Regions from separate parts of the Macaca mulatta genome. Here region 1 is linked to region 2. Evidence: chromatin contacts called from public Hi-C data. All regions are on one chromosome and are shown on one strand. The core of a region is the stretch at or near the end of the contact, and the rest is flanking DNA. Distances in the headings are between cores, read along the strand shown. Region 1 holds the start of HCN3 (hyperpolarization activated cyclic nucleotide gated potassium channel 3). Region 2 holds the start of RUSC1 (RUN and SH3 domain containing 1).

Region 1 (7,025 bases), core at 2,877-5,376, 49 kb after region 2:
GTGGCACACACCTGTAGTCCCAGCTACTCGGGAGGCTGAGGCAGGAGAATCACTGGAACCCGGGAGGTGGAGGTTGCAGTGAGCAGAGATTACACCACTGCTCTCCAGGCTGGGTGACAGAGAGAGACTTCATCTCAAAAAAAAAAAAAAAATTAAAAATTAGCCAGGCCCTGGGGGCGGTGGCTTACATCTGTAATCCCAGCACTTTGGGAGGCAAAGGCGGGAGGATCACCTGATTATGTTGGGAGTTCGAGACCAGCCTGACCAACATGGAGAAACCCCATCTCTACTAAAAATACAAAATTAGCCGGGCGTGGTGGTGCATGCCTGTGATCCCAGCTACTGGGGAGACAGGCAGGAGAATCACTTGAACCTGGGAGGTCGAGGTTGCCAAGAGCTGAGATTACACCATTATACTCCAGCCTGGGCAACAAGAGTGAAACTCTGTCTCAAAAAAAAAAAATTAGCCGGGTGTGGTGGCACACACCTGTAATCCCAATCCCAGATACTCAGGAGGTCAAGGCAGGAGAATTGCCTGAACCTGTGAGTGGAGGTTGCAGTGAGCCGAAACCACTCCACTGCCCTCTAGCCTGGGCAAGAGTGAGACTCTGTCTTAAACAAATAAAAATTGGCCAGTGTTGTGGCTCACGCCTGTAATCCCAGCACTTTGGGAGGCTGAGGTGGGTGGATCACGAGGTCAAGAGTTCGAGACCAGCATGGACAAAATGGTGAAACCCCACCTCTACTAAAAATACAAAAATTAGCTAAGCGTGGTGGCATGAGCCTGTAATCCCAGCTACTCAGGAGGCTGATGCAGGAGAATCGCTTGAACCTGGGAGGCAGAGGTTGCAGTGAGCCAAATTTGTGCCATTGCACTCCAGCCTGGGTGACAGAGTGACACTCCTTCTCAAAATAAATAAATATAAAAATAAATAAATAAAATTACTCTTCCATATACATATATATCCCTATTATATATCGTTTACCTCGCCATTGCTAAATTTTTTTTTTTTTTTTTGAGACGGAGTCTTGCTCTGTCACCCGGGCTGGAGTGCAGTGGCGGGATCTCAGCTCACTGCAAGTTCCGCCTCCTGGGTTTACGCCATTCTCCTGCCTCAGCCTCCCGAGTAGCTGGGACTACAGGCGCCCGCCATCTCGCCAGGCTAGTTTTTTGTATTTTTTAGTAGAGACGGGGTTTCACCTTGTTAGCCAGGACGGTCTTGATCTCCTGACCTCGTGATCCGCCCGTCTCGGCCTCCCAAAGTGCTGGGATTACAGGCTTGAGCCACCGCGCCCGGCCCATTGCTAAATATATATATATATATATATATATATATATATATTTTTTTTTTTTTTTTTTTTTTGAGACGGAGTCTCGCTGTGTCTCCCAGGCTGGAGTGCAGTGGTGTGATCTCGGCTCACTGCAAGCTCCGCCTCCCGGGTTCACGCCATTCTCCCGCCTCAGCCTCCCAAGTAGCTGAGACTACAGGCGCCCGCCACCACGCCCGGCTAGTGTTTTGTATTTTTAGTAGAGACGGGGTTTCACCATGTTAGCCAGGATAGTCTCAATCTCCTGACCTCGTGATCCACCCGCCTCGGCCTCCCAAAGTGCTGGGATTACAGGCTTGAGCCACCGCGCCCGGCCCATTGCTAAATATTTTTAAGGTTAAAAACAAAAAGCTAAAGTACCCCGTGCTAATCTCACAGTATTGTTGAAAACATTTACGTGGAGACAATAGATGTGACAGTGTGGTATAGGCACTAGTTGGTGTTATAACTCACTCACTCTTTATCCCCAGATTTCTGAAAAGGCTGCTGCTTCTCCCATCTCCGGCTATCTGCCCATTCTAGTCTAGGACCTCATGCCCTCCCCAGCCTTCTCCACCCCATTCCTCTTCTCCAACACAGTTGGACCCACAGATCCTGTTCCTCTGCTGGGGTTTGCTCATCCATGTCCCAGGGTGGGGTGGTCTATCCTGCCTTCCTCTGAATTGAGCTTTCCAGGGATGCCCTTTCCCCTCCACAGAACCTTAGACAGGGCTGCACACACAGAGAAGCTCCACAGGAGATCATGAAGCAGCAAAGCTTGAGTTCTGCATATCTTTCCTCCTCTGGCCTCCCTGTGTCCACTGGGACTCTGGCGGAGCACAGGCAGAGGCATGGGCCGGGGTGAGTGACACTGCTGTGACAGACACCGTGGAAAGAAGAGGTCAAGAGGGAACTGTGTGAAGCCCTCATTCAGAGAATGTCACAGGATAATCTCAGGGACTCAGTTACTTATGGTGATTTTAATTCCAGGACACACCTAATCCCAGTGTCAACTCAGGAGCTAGCTAGCCCCTTCTAACTCGGACTGCAAAATCAATTTTCAGCCCTGAAAGAAGCTTCCTCAAGTCCTGGTCTCTGGGAAGCCCCTTAGACTGTATGTTTTCAATAAACAAAAACCCTCGACCACTCTTCTTTTCTCTCCTGGGCTGCTGAGGAGAAATCCTGTATTGTGAGACACTAAGAGGGGGAGGGAAAGAGGGTTCGCCTAGCCATGAAAGCATCTTCACAGCCTGACTCACAGGTTGGTCACAAGCCTGGCAGGTGATGTAGTAGAGAGAATGGAGAAGCACAATCAGAGGGATACCAGGCTTCTGGGGATCCGTCTGCGAGTGAACTGAGGGAAGGGAGCGAGATCCACAGGAGGCTAGAAAAGTCACGCTGGCTGGGTGGGAACGAGGCAGCAAAGACAGGAGTGAAAGGAACAATGGGAGGAAGAGGGACATAGAGGGAGTGTGTATATATGTGGATTCAAGATAATGTCTGGGTCTACAACTGTATTTCCAGGCTTCAGATTCACACCTCTTCCTCTCTGCTTCTTTCGTTCCCCAGGTTAGGTGCTTTGCACACATCCCTGCCTCATCCAAGAGCTGTCCTTCATTTCCCCCCAAGGACAGGGCTGCTGTCCTCCCCTAGCGACCTTGATGTAGAGGTACAGCCTGACGGAGACTGTGAAATGGCCCCACCCCCACCCTCTGTCCCTTCTGTGGGAGTCACCTGGGTGGTGGTCCTGTCCCTGCTTCCTCCTCAGTCACTCTGAGTCTTGGCCCCGCCCCGCCGCCCCCGCCTTCAGCACTAGGGACAGCGACCAGAGCTGAGGTCTGGACCCTCGCCCCCTTCAGCGTCCCTATTTTTTCCTGATAGTCATGCTGAACTAGGCAGGTGCTAAGGAGGAGGTGTGGAGATGGGAGATAGCAGAGCTCGGCTTCTCCCTCAGACTGGCCCCGATACTTAGAATATAATTTCCCAGATCTCCAGCAAGCAGGACTGGAGGAGGCAGGGGTCCCAAACTCCGGTACTTCCTGTGGTCCGGTTGGGGTCCTGGGTTCCTGAAAGAGGAAATCCAGGTCTCTGGAGATCCCCTGATATCTGTTTGCCCCTTCTGGTGCCCCCAGCTTGCCAAGGCACGGAGGACCTCCGGCAGGGGATACCCGCCCAGGAATTCCCAGGCTAGATTGGAGGAAGTGACTCTCCCGCCCCACCAAGGGATCCCTGGGCTGGAAATGAAGTGACCGTGGAGGGTGGTGCGGGCCGGGTCCCGGTGTCGCTGCCCGCGAGGGTGGGATTGATGTACCCTGCCCTCCCGGCCGAGCCCCCAATACCGGAAGTCGCTGTAAGGGTGGATGATCCAGGCCCCCGCTGACTTCACTCTCTCCTGCTCGATTTCCACTGCTTTGTGGCTGCCGAACACCCGAAGGGAGAACTTGTTGACCGTAGGTTGGAGCAGCGTCCCAAGGTGCCTTCTCTTAGGCTCAGACTCAGATCCGGGGATCGGACCTGAGGCCGCGGTCGCAGGCCGGGGAGCAACGGGAGGCACCTTGGGGGCCTCCAGCCCAGGGGTCGCCCCTTCGCTGGCCCCCGCAACCGGCCCCTGCTCCGCCTCCATGGCGCCCACCCCGCTTACACGCTCGGCCTCCTAGAGCCCTATGTGGCCATCAGGTACCCCCAACCCCTCCAGAGTGGGAGTCGGCGCAGCCCCGCGGGTTCCAGCGGAGGCGTCGTAGGCTCGGAACCGCCGGCGCGCGGGGCGGAGGGGGTGTGCGCTAGACTGGCGGGCGGCGGGCTGGCTGCGCGGCGCCCCCTGGCGAGGGCAGCGCGAAGACCGGGCGGGGCTGGGAAGCCGGGATCCTGGAGGAACTCCGAGACGGGCGTGGCTTAGCAAGGAAGGCGGGGCGCGCAGCCTGAGCCAGGGAGAGGCGTGGCCTAGTGTTAGCCTTTCATCCACTGAGAGCCAGGGAGGAGGAGCCTCCTGCAGTGGCGGGAAAATCGGACGCGGATGTGTAGCTTGAGGGATTTGGGACCAATGGAAGAAGTGGAAATGGCTTTTGGGATTCTTCCCCACTCTCGCCCAGGGACTTCTGTCCTGCTTCCGTCTTCTCTCAACACTGTCCTAGGCATATTCTTGTCTTTTTGGTCTCCTCCGAACTGCTTCCCCAAGTATTTAATTCCCTAATTCATTCTGTCAGCCTTCACCAAGTGCAACTCTGTCTGTCATTGAGTGGATATAAAAGTCCTACTCTTAGCATCTCCATGTAGTAATGGAAAACAACACAAAACAAAACAAAAACAAAGGCCTAGCCATAAAGCCACTGCTCATCTGTGCCCAAGGACAGACAGGTAAATTGCAGCGCTATGCGAAGTGCTATAAACTCCTAAATATCTCAGATTCTTCCCTTCATCTCCAATTCTTCCCTTCATCTCCAATTCTTATTGCCACTGCCTTATGTCAAGCCCTAAGGATTTTTTCACCTAAATTACTTCAGAAACCTCTAAAAGAGTCTTCGACTTCTTCTAGGCTAATTCTTCTTCCATTCCCTGCCAGTTACTTTCCTAAAATCCAACTATGGCTATGTCACTTGCTTGAAGTCCATCAGGCTTTCCCATCTTCTACCGGGGTACATTTAAGCTCCTTAGCATGGTGTACCAGGCCCCAAAAATTTGGACCTAGTTTCAACAGTCTGTCTTCTGACCGTCCCCCTCGTGCAAGCCAGAGCCCCAATCATGCTGAAAGACTTTGTGCCTTGTCTCTATGCTTTTACAAATATTTTCTCTGCCTGGTATTCTCCTCTAATTCACTTTCAAACACTTGGTTCAGATCTCACCTTCTCTAGGAAACCTAGAAACACATTTCCAGCTCTCCTTTCCCCAGGTAGGGTCTATTCTAGAGCCTTTTTTTTTTTTTTTTTTTTTTGAGATGGAGCCTCCCTCTGTCTCCCAGGTTGGAGTGCAGTGGCCGGATCTCAGCTCACTGCAAGCTCCGCCTTCCAGGTTTACGCCAGTCTCCTGCCTCAGCCTCCCGAGTAGCTGGGACTACAGGCGCCCGCCACATCGCCCGGCTAGTGTTTTGTTTTTTTTAGTAGAGACGGGTTTTCACCGTGTTAGCCAGGATGGTCTCAATCTCCTGACCTTGTGATCCGCCCGTCTTGGCCTCCCAAAGTGCTGGGATTACAGGCTTCAGCCACTGTGCCCGGCCTATTCTAGAGCTTTTTTTTTTTTTTTTTTTTTTTTTTGAGACGGAGTCTTGCTGTGTCGCCCAGGCTGGAGTGCAGTGGCGCAATCTCGGCTCACTGCAAGCTCCGCCTCCCGGGTTCCCGCCATTCTCCTGGCTCAGCCTCCCGAGTAGCTGGGACTACAGGCGCCCACAACCTCGCCCGGCTAGTTTTTTGTATTTTTAGTAGAGACGGGGTTTCACCGTGGTCTCGATCTCCTGACCTTGTGATCCGCCCGCCTCGGCCTCCCAAAGTGCTGGGATTACAGGCGTGAGCCACCGCGCCCCGCCTTCTAGAGCTTTTTTACAGCAGCCAGGGCACCACTGTTTTGAGCAGCTCATGTCACAGGGATACCATTATTATTGTTATTTTAAGAGATGAGGTCACACTATGTTGCCCGAGCTGGTTTTGAACTCCTGAGCTCAAGTGATCTTCCTGCCTTGGCTTCCCAAAGTGCTAGGATCACAGGCGTGAGCGTGGTCTCATTATTTATTTACAGGTTTGTCTCTCCTGTTAGATTGTGAAACTCTGAGAAACAGGAACCTTGCTCCTGGCACAATGCTGGACACATAGTGGACATTCAGTAAATGCTTGTTGAATGAATTAATAATCTAAGAAAATGTGCCAGGAGGAGGAAGTGAAATATTTACTTCTCTCTCCCCGACTCTTCATTGATTGCCCTTCATCTTCTATTCCAGAGAACTTCTCTAAACTATGTCTGGTTATCTGATCTAACCTCCATGTGACTATCCTTCATCCAGCTCCTCTCTAATATTTCCTGACTTTATTTATTTACTCATTCTAGAGTCAAGGTCAGCTCTGTTGCTCAAGCTGGAGTGCAGTGGTGCGATCATGACCCACTGCAGCCTCAAAGCAATCTTCCCACCTCAGTTTCCTGAGTAACTGGGACTACAGGTGTGAACCACTTTGCTCAGCTTCCTGACTTTAATATAGTTATTCTCAGATTATATTATTTCTCTTCCAATTTACCTTTCTGACCACTTCTCAATTCCTTCTGTAGAGTAACTACTTCTTCTCATTTTCTTTTTTTCTTTTCTTTTATTTATTTATTTTTTTTTTTTTTGAGAAAGAGTCTCACTCTGTCACCCAAGCCGGAGTGCAGTGGCACGATCACGGATCGCTACAGCCTCGACCTCCCCAGGCTCAGGTGATCCTCCCGCCTCAGCCTCCCAAGTAGCTGGGACTACAGGCGAGAGACACCATGACTGGCTAATTTTTATTTTCATTTATTTATTTATTTATTTATTTATTTATTTATTTATTTTTTAGACACAGTCTCACTCTGTTGCCCAGGCTGGAGTGCAGTGGCACCGTCTCGGCTCACTGCAACCTCCGCCTCCCGGATTCAAGCGATTCTCGTGCCTCAGCCTCCAGAATAGCTGGTATTACAGGGACCCGCCATTGCACCTGGCTAATTTTTGTATTTTTAGTAGAGACGGGGTTTCACCATGTTGGCCAGGCTGGTCTTGA
Region 2 (6,721 bases), core at 3,901-6,400:
TTAATTAGAAGAGTAATAAGATCGGAGATCTGGATTAATGGCATTCTGGCACCAGTGGGAACCAGCAGGAGAGAACCCTTTCCTTCCCATCCTCCCAGCCCATCAGCCCCATCCTCTCCCATCTGAACCTCTGACCTGCATCTTCCTGGAGACTGGAAAACCACAGCTCCAACTGCTTGGTGCTGGGGGAGAAAAGAGGGAATGGAAGTTCAGGGAGGTAGAGGACTCCAGTCCTTTCTGGGTGGAGGATGGGAGATGAGATTGGAAGGAGGGGGGGCCTTCTCTGGGGACATGAGGTACTACTACTGTGTCCCACCCATGATGCTCTTGCAGTCCCAGGTCGTGGGAAGGGCACTGGGAAGAAGGCAACTCACTTGAGAAGGCCCAGGATAAAGGCATGGAAGCGGCTACGGCTGCTGCTCAGCGGGGCTAGACGGCTGACCTGGCTATACAGGGTTCCAAGGGAGCGGGTGCTGGAGCCTGAGAACGTGGGGTGCAGTCAGCCAAGCCCGGCCCAGCCCTGCGCACTGCCGGGTCCCACGTCCTCCTGGCTCACCTGGCTTCACCGACGCCTCCACCACGCTCCAGGGGCTGCTCCTGCGCTGCCCGGTGATGAGGTCCTTCCGGAAAGGCTTCAGCCCATCCGCCACCAGGGCATGGAGGGCCGGGCAGAGGGTGGTCAGCACCAGGTGCCCCACATCCGGGCTCAGCCGGCTATCACCCAACTGGGCCTGGAGGCGGCGCGATGCGGATGGGTCCAGAGATCCCTCCAGCCACCACCCGCCAACCGTTCCCGCACCCACCGCGGAGCTCCATTACTCTCCTCATCCCAACACCCTCCCTCCAGCCACCTTCACCTTCTGCACCAAGTTCCGGGCGGCCCCGAAATGCGAGATGATTTTATCCACGGAGGCGCTGACGGCTATCAGGAGACCTGGGAGGGGAGGGAAAGGGAAGACGCTAGGAGGCCGCGCCCCTACCCAGGCTTGCCCGAGGGGCGTGGAGAGACTGCCTTCGGACAGCCTGAGAGAGCAGGGCCGGGGGCGAGGGGCAGTTCATTCGGAAGCGCGGGGTCGGGAGTCAGGGTGCCCTACCTTTCTTCTGCTCCTGCAGCTGACCAGTCCCACTCTGGGCTTCTGCCATCCACAGCCGCTGGGCTCCGGAGACACCGGCGAAGGACCACGAACTACGGACTGGCGTAAGGGAAGAAGGGCGCGGTGACACTTACCAAGGGTTATTCCGAGGACTCCGGGCTTCCACACAAGTTGTCTCCGGCGGGTCTCCCCGAAGGGTCTTGGGGAGAAGAGGGCAGGGCCGCCTGGAGCACGGGGTAGCTCGACCCGAGCCCCGGAGTGAAATCCCGCACACTTCCCGGCACTCGCTGTCCCCCAGCCCCATCCCGGTTCCCGGTGCCCTCCCTCAGGGCACAGCCCCCACCTCCAGGATCCCGGAAATCCGGGAGCGAGACGGCAGCGCTCACCTCCCGCCTGCCCCGCTAGGGCCTGTAGGGCGGGAGAGGACAGGGCGCCGGGAGGGAGGTGCAGCCCTGCGCACCGCCCCGGGGCCCAGTCCAGCCTGCGGAGCCCCGGGGAGCACGTGGGCGGCGTGGACCAATGGAAAGACAGACAGGGGAAAGGGAGGAGACGGAGGGAGGCGAGACCCGAGGATTGGGAGGCTGGAAGGCGCCGGAAAGGGGAAACCCGGGTCGCGCAGCAGTCTCTAGGTGGAGGGTGCCCTCTTCATCCCGCATGGGACTGGACTCGCGGAGAGGGCGTGGCCAGAACTTCTAGTGCCAATGAGCTCCCGGGAGCTTCACCCTCCACCCCTCCCGAGCAAGGTGGGGGGACAGGCCCGAGATGCACAGGCCAAGGAATTCCACGGAGGGTGTGACCCAAAGTCCCTAACAACAGACTCGCTGGGACCCCCTAGGCTTGGCATGGAGGCTGGGTAAACCCGTGTCCATTATGCCCAGGCGGGTCTGGAGGGAGAGGGGACCGGGCCATGGAGCAGGAAAGGCAACAACTTCCCCTCTCCAGCACTAGGAACGGGGCCAGATTCCCCAAAACCGACGAACTTGCTTGGAGTCCGCCGAAACGGAAGGGCGGGACCAAGCTGGGCAACCCCAGAAAAAAAGCGAAAATGGGGCCGGGCGATAGTGGGAGGGGCCTTGGAGCGGGCGGGGCGGCCCGCCTGAGGCGTGGCCCGCGGGGCTTGCCCGGGTCCGTCTTACGTAGCCTGGGCGGAGGCGATGGGCTCCTGGTCCAGCGAGGGGCCTTCGGCGGACGAGGTTGCGGTGGCAGCGGGGGGGCGGGTACCTGGCGGGGTGGGGGAGCCGCGGCGGGGAAGGTGCTACTTCTGGGAAAGAGCGGGGACAGCAGCAGTGCCAGCTCGGGGCTGGCCAGGCAGGGCAAGGCTCCCCGAGTCGGAGGCGAATAGGCTCCCACTGGGGACAGGCGGACGGGCAGCAGCTGCTCCTCTGGGGGGCTCGGCGCCCCCAGCAGCCGCAGCCCAGCGCCAGGCCACCCTGCCAGAGGAGCCAGGAGCAGAGACCCAGCTGCGCCTGCGCCCCCACCCTCCAACAGGGGGCGCCCGTCGGCCGAGAACCGGAAAACCAGGGGCCGAGGGAGCAGGAGGGGACCGGCTGCAGGCGGGATTGGCGGGGCCAGGCGCAGAGGGAAGGAGGGCAGCGGGATGGGCAGCCAGGCAAGGAGGGGCGGGAAGAAGAGGGAGCAAAGAGTTAGTCCCATATCCCAATGACCCACCCAGTTTCCCTTTCCCGGAGCGCTCCCTGGTAGAAGGGGCGGGGAGGATGGGTGACACAGAATGGAGGGAAGACAGGGGGCCGGGTTGGAAGCCTAGGAGGCGTGAGCGGCCGAAGCCCAGCCCTCCTCCCGCTTCTTGCGACCTCTTACCCTCCAGGCCGGCCTGCGCGCCCGGCTCTCCCGGCTCCTTCGCGGCTGGGGCCTCCTCGCCAGCCGCTGGGCTGACAGCCCGGCCCTCCTCGGACTGCCCCTCCGCTATGGGCTGCAGTCCAGGTCGGTTCTTCTTCCTTCGGGGAGGGACAGGCGGGGGTGGGGGCCGGGGCGGGACCAAAGCCCAGCCAGCTGGGGGGTCTCGAGGCGGGACTGGCGGGGGTGGGGCCCGGCTTCGGGACCGGAGTTCCTTGAAGGTGGTGACTTCCCGAGGAGGTGCCGAGGAGCCGCCCAGCGACCCCGAGGGGGGCAGCTCGGTGTCGGGCGAGAAGACTATGAGCCAGTCACTGCGATCTTTCTTGGCCTGCGGGACGAGGGGCAGCCCTGGGCCCCGCTTGCGCTTCTGGGCCAGCTCGTGGAAGGACGTGATTGTCCGGTGGGGCACCGGCTCCTCGCTGACGTCACTTCTCCATCCTCCATCAATTTTCCCTGCATCTGTTTTCGAGCCAGAATCAGTTATTCTTGTGTTGGTTTTCCAACCAGAGTCGAATTTTTCAGGTTCATTTTTCCAGCTAGAGTTAACATTCCCGTTGTTTTTCCAACCAGTGTTACTGTTTTCCGTGTTTTTCCATTCAGCTTTAGTTTTCTCTGTGTCAATTTTCCAAATTGGGTTAATCTTCCAACTGGGCTCCGTTTTCCCAGCGTCGATTTTCCCATCATCCGCCTCTAAGAGCTCAGAGGTAGGGAGATCCTGCTCCGCGCTCTCATCCTCTTCCTCCAAGCCTGGGGAAGGGAGGTCCTGGCAGGTGGTCAGGGCGTTGCAGTTCGAGTCCAGGCCAGGATCGGGTGAAGAAGAAGCTCCGGAGCAGGAATCAGGAGAGCAGCAGAAGCTGTCCGGTGAGCAGGTGCCAGGGCCTGCTGAAGCCAGTGGGGAACCTTGCTCCAGGGGGATGATACTGGGCTGAGGGTGGGCATCCTCATCACCAGGGAGGTCCCGCAAGTAGACTGAGACGGGGGACTCATCGGGGCTAAGATCTGAGCAGGAGCTGAGCGAGGAAGAGCAGCCTGGGTCTGAGGGAGAGGCAGCCCCCTCTTCCTCCTGTGATGGGTCCTGCCGGTTTTCTAGGCCCGGACCGTGCTCCTGGCAGCACCGGCAGGGCACAGCTGGGCTGTTGGAATTGGCGTCCACCAGGGTGCCACTGCAGGGGCCCCTGCTCTCCTTGCCCCCAGTGTCTCCTGGGGGAGGGGATGTGCTCAAGGGCCCTTCCCGTAGCTCAGGACGGCGGGACAAGTGCAGGCCCAGGGAGACGTGCTGGAGATGGATGTGATTGAGGTTGCAGAGTAAAGCTCTCTGAGGAGACAGCATGGTGCCAGCGGCGATGGGATGGCTTCTAGAGAACCAGGAGGGTAGGGTCTCTCACATCCACCTACCTGGCAACCACAGGTGCAGACCTAGAAGACAGGGGTGGCGAAGCCCAGCCAGTGAGGACAGGAGCTGCGGGAAGGACACTGAGGTGACTGACGGCAGCAGCAGGCCTGAAGGCTCTGGCTGCTTTGGAAGATATTTCAATGAGATGCAAATCGCAATCGACTGGCCATTAGTTTCCACTGCAGTGTTTGCAGGTGGAGTCGAATGTAACCCTCCGGGAATGGAGCCGGGAGGGTCAGAGAACGCGGCTGCGCTCTGGATTTCCGAAGGGGGGCGGGGGCCCGGAAGAGGTCCGGGCCCAGAATGGACCTCCGGGTCCCTGCTGCCGCAATCTGGCCCTGCCCTCCTGCCTACCCCTTACTCCCACAGGAAGGGACCCAGGGAGACCCACCCAGATGCCCTGAAAGGAGGCGGGGGATGGGGGTGGGTCGATATGCAGAGTTTGCCTGGTGAATGCAGGAAAGGGGTGGGAGCTGGAGAGGAAAAGGATGGAGCAGCCGTCAGCTCGTCAACTCCACATCTGCTGGCTGCCTCCGCCGGGCTCCAGCCTGCGCCCTCGCCCCTCAGAACAGCGGTATGTCCATTCTCTCCGCATTCGTCTCCATCGTTCAGTCACCACCGCACCCCTTCTCTATTCATTTCTCCTGCTCCCTTGTCCTGCCCCGCCCCTCGTGCCCTGGTCCATCGGCCTACACCCATGGGCCGAGCCCTCCTCACCAGGGTCCTCCTGGAACCGCTCCGGCCTTGGGCTTGTCCTCGGCTCCCACGGTCCCCGCCCGGCGGGGCACAGAGCGGGAGGGGAGGGGCACTAGCACAACCCACTCTGCGCAGCGCATCTGCACCCCTTCGCGCATGGGCGTGGCGTAGCTCAGACCCGCCCCCAGCGCTTAGCGTCTTGTGTCACCCACCTAGCGGGTTTGATGTATCCCAAGCTTTTGGCCCTGATGCCAAGGCCCCTGGGTCCCGCTTCTGTGCAGCGAGTCCTCCCAGCACCCCACCCCGCACATTCTGGAAAGAGCCAGACTCTGGCTGCGCCGAGCAAGAACAGAACCACAAAAAGGTTACACAATTATTTATTGAGAGCCTCCTCTCCCCATCCTTGCAATCTCTAGGTCACTTTTTCCGCTTGTAGATTTTGCGCGCAAGCCCCAGAAAGATGGCTGGGGGCAGGGGCGCTGCGTACTGTTCAATGAGAGCCATAATGTGGCTGTAACTGTCCTCCTCATATTGCAAGAACACAGCCTGCAGATCCAGCTCCTCATATAGTGCCTTCACCCGGGCCACTTTCTCAGCCTCCTTCTGCCCGTAATTTTCCTAAAAGGGGTTGGAAGACAGGAAAACGGGCTTGGCCTTCCCCAGAGCCTCCAGGACCCCTCCACTCCTCTCATTCTCATATTTCAGAACATCTCCAAAGCCACCCACTCCTTTCCTCCCTCCAATTTTCTTTTTTTTTTTTTTTGAGATGGAGTCTGGCTCTGTCGCCCAGGCTGGAGTGCAGTGGCCGGATCTCAGCTCACTGCAAGCTCGCCTCCCGGGTTTACGCCATTCTCCTGCCTCAGCCTCCCGAGTAGCTGGGACTACAGGCGCCCACCACCTCACCCGGCTAGTTTATTTTTTTGTGTTTTTTAGTAGAGACGGGGTTTCACTGTGTTAGCCAGGTTGGTCTCGATCTCCTGACCTCGTGATCCACCCGTCTCGGCCTCCCAAAGTGCTGGGATTACAGGCTTGAGCAACCGCGCCCGGCCTCCTCCCTCCAATTTTCAAGTGTTTCTAGGTAGCTAGGATCCCAAGCTTCCCTTCCCTATCCCAAATATTCCCTACATATTGCCTCAGACCAGGTGTCCTCTACTCCAGGGTTTCTCAGCCTTGGCACTATTGAAATTTGGGGCCAGATAATCCTGTCTGGGGGAGCTGTTCTGTGTGCTACATGTTTGGCAACATCTTTGGCTCCTGCCAGCTAGATGTCTGTACCACATGCACACACACAGAGTTGTGATGACGATGACAAAAAATGTCTGCTGACATTGCCAAATGTCCCCTCGGGAGAAAAACTGCCTCCAATTGAGAACCACTACTCTATCCCTTTCCACCAGCTCAGGGACCCACCACCCTCTCTCAGGCACCTTCAGGATCTGGTACTGTTCCGGAGTGGCCCGTTGCAGACACTGAACCACCAGCCAGCTGCATTTGTTGTCCTGGATGTCAGTGCCAACTTTGCCGGTCACACTGGGGTCCCCAAAGAGGTCAAGGTAGTCATCCTGGGCGGGAAGGGGGAGGGCAGCAAAGGAGGAAGGATGAGGTTCCTAGGCAGAGGAGGAGTGAAGCTGGTGCCTGTTCTCTGCTACTGCCTCCTGCCTTCCTACCTGAATCTGAAAGAACT

What was found. Hi-C and Micro-C count contacts between places; a contact is called where the count stands out from the background.
Region 1: a contact with region 2 is called in a Hi-C map of liver, with 3 times the contacts expected there. The contact joins the promoter of HCN3 here to the promoter of RUSC1 in region 2. A contact is called at or near these places in 5 of 14 Hi-C or Micro-C datasets (CD4 T cells, cortical neurons, fetal cortex germinal zone and 2 more).

The regions. Positions count from the first base shown.
Region 1 is chr1:111,706,936-111,713,960 of T2T-MMU8v2.0, forward strand. It overlaps HCN3 (hyperpolarization activated cyclic nucleotide gated potassium channel 3), which reads right to left and starts at 4,127. Exons shown (of 7, transcript XM_077943165.1): 1 at 3,648-4,127. The coding sequence starts at 3,931.
Region 2 is chr1:111,656,801-111,663,521 of T2T-MMU8v2.0, forward strand. RUSC1 (RUN and SH3 domain containing 1) reads right to left here and starts at 5,151. Exons shown (of 11, transcript XM_077942748.1): 1 at 5,059-5,151; 2 at 2,913-4,364; 3 at 2,316-2,641; 4 at 1,095-1,193; 5 at 858-934; 6 at 557-731; 7 at 375-480; 8 at 136-182. The coding sequence starts at 1,143. FDPS (farnesyl diphosphate synthase) reads right to left here. Exons shown (of 11, transcript XM_077944131.1): 9 at 6,705-6,721; 10 at 6,465-6,599; 11 at 5,399-5,655. The coding sequence ends at 5,455. It overlaps LOC144330930 (putative uncharacterized protein RUSC1-AS1), which reads left to right and starts at 2,231. Exons shown (of 2, transcript XM_077944818.1): 1 at 2,231-3,809; 2 at 4,357-5,473. The coding sequence starts at 4,487. The coding sequence ends at 5,473.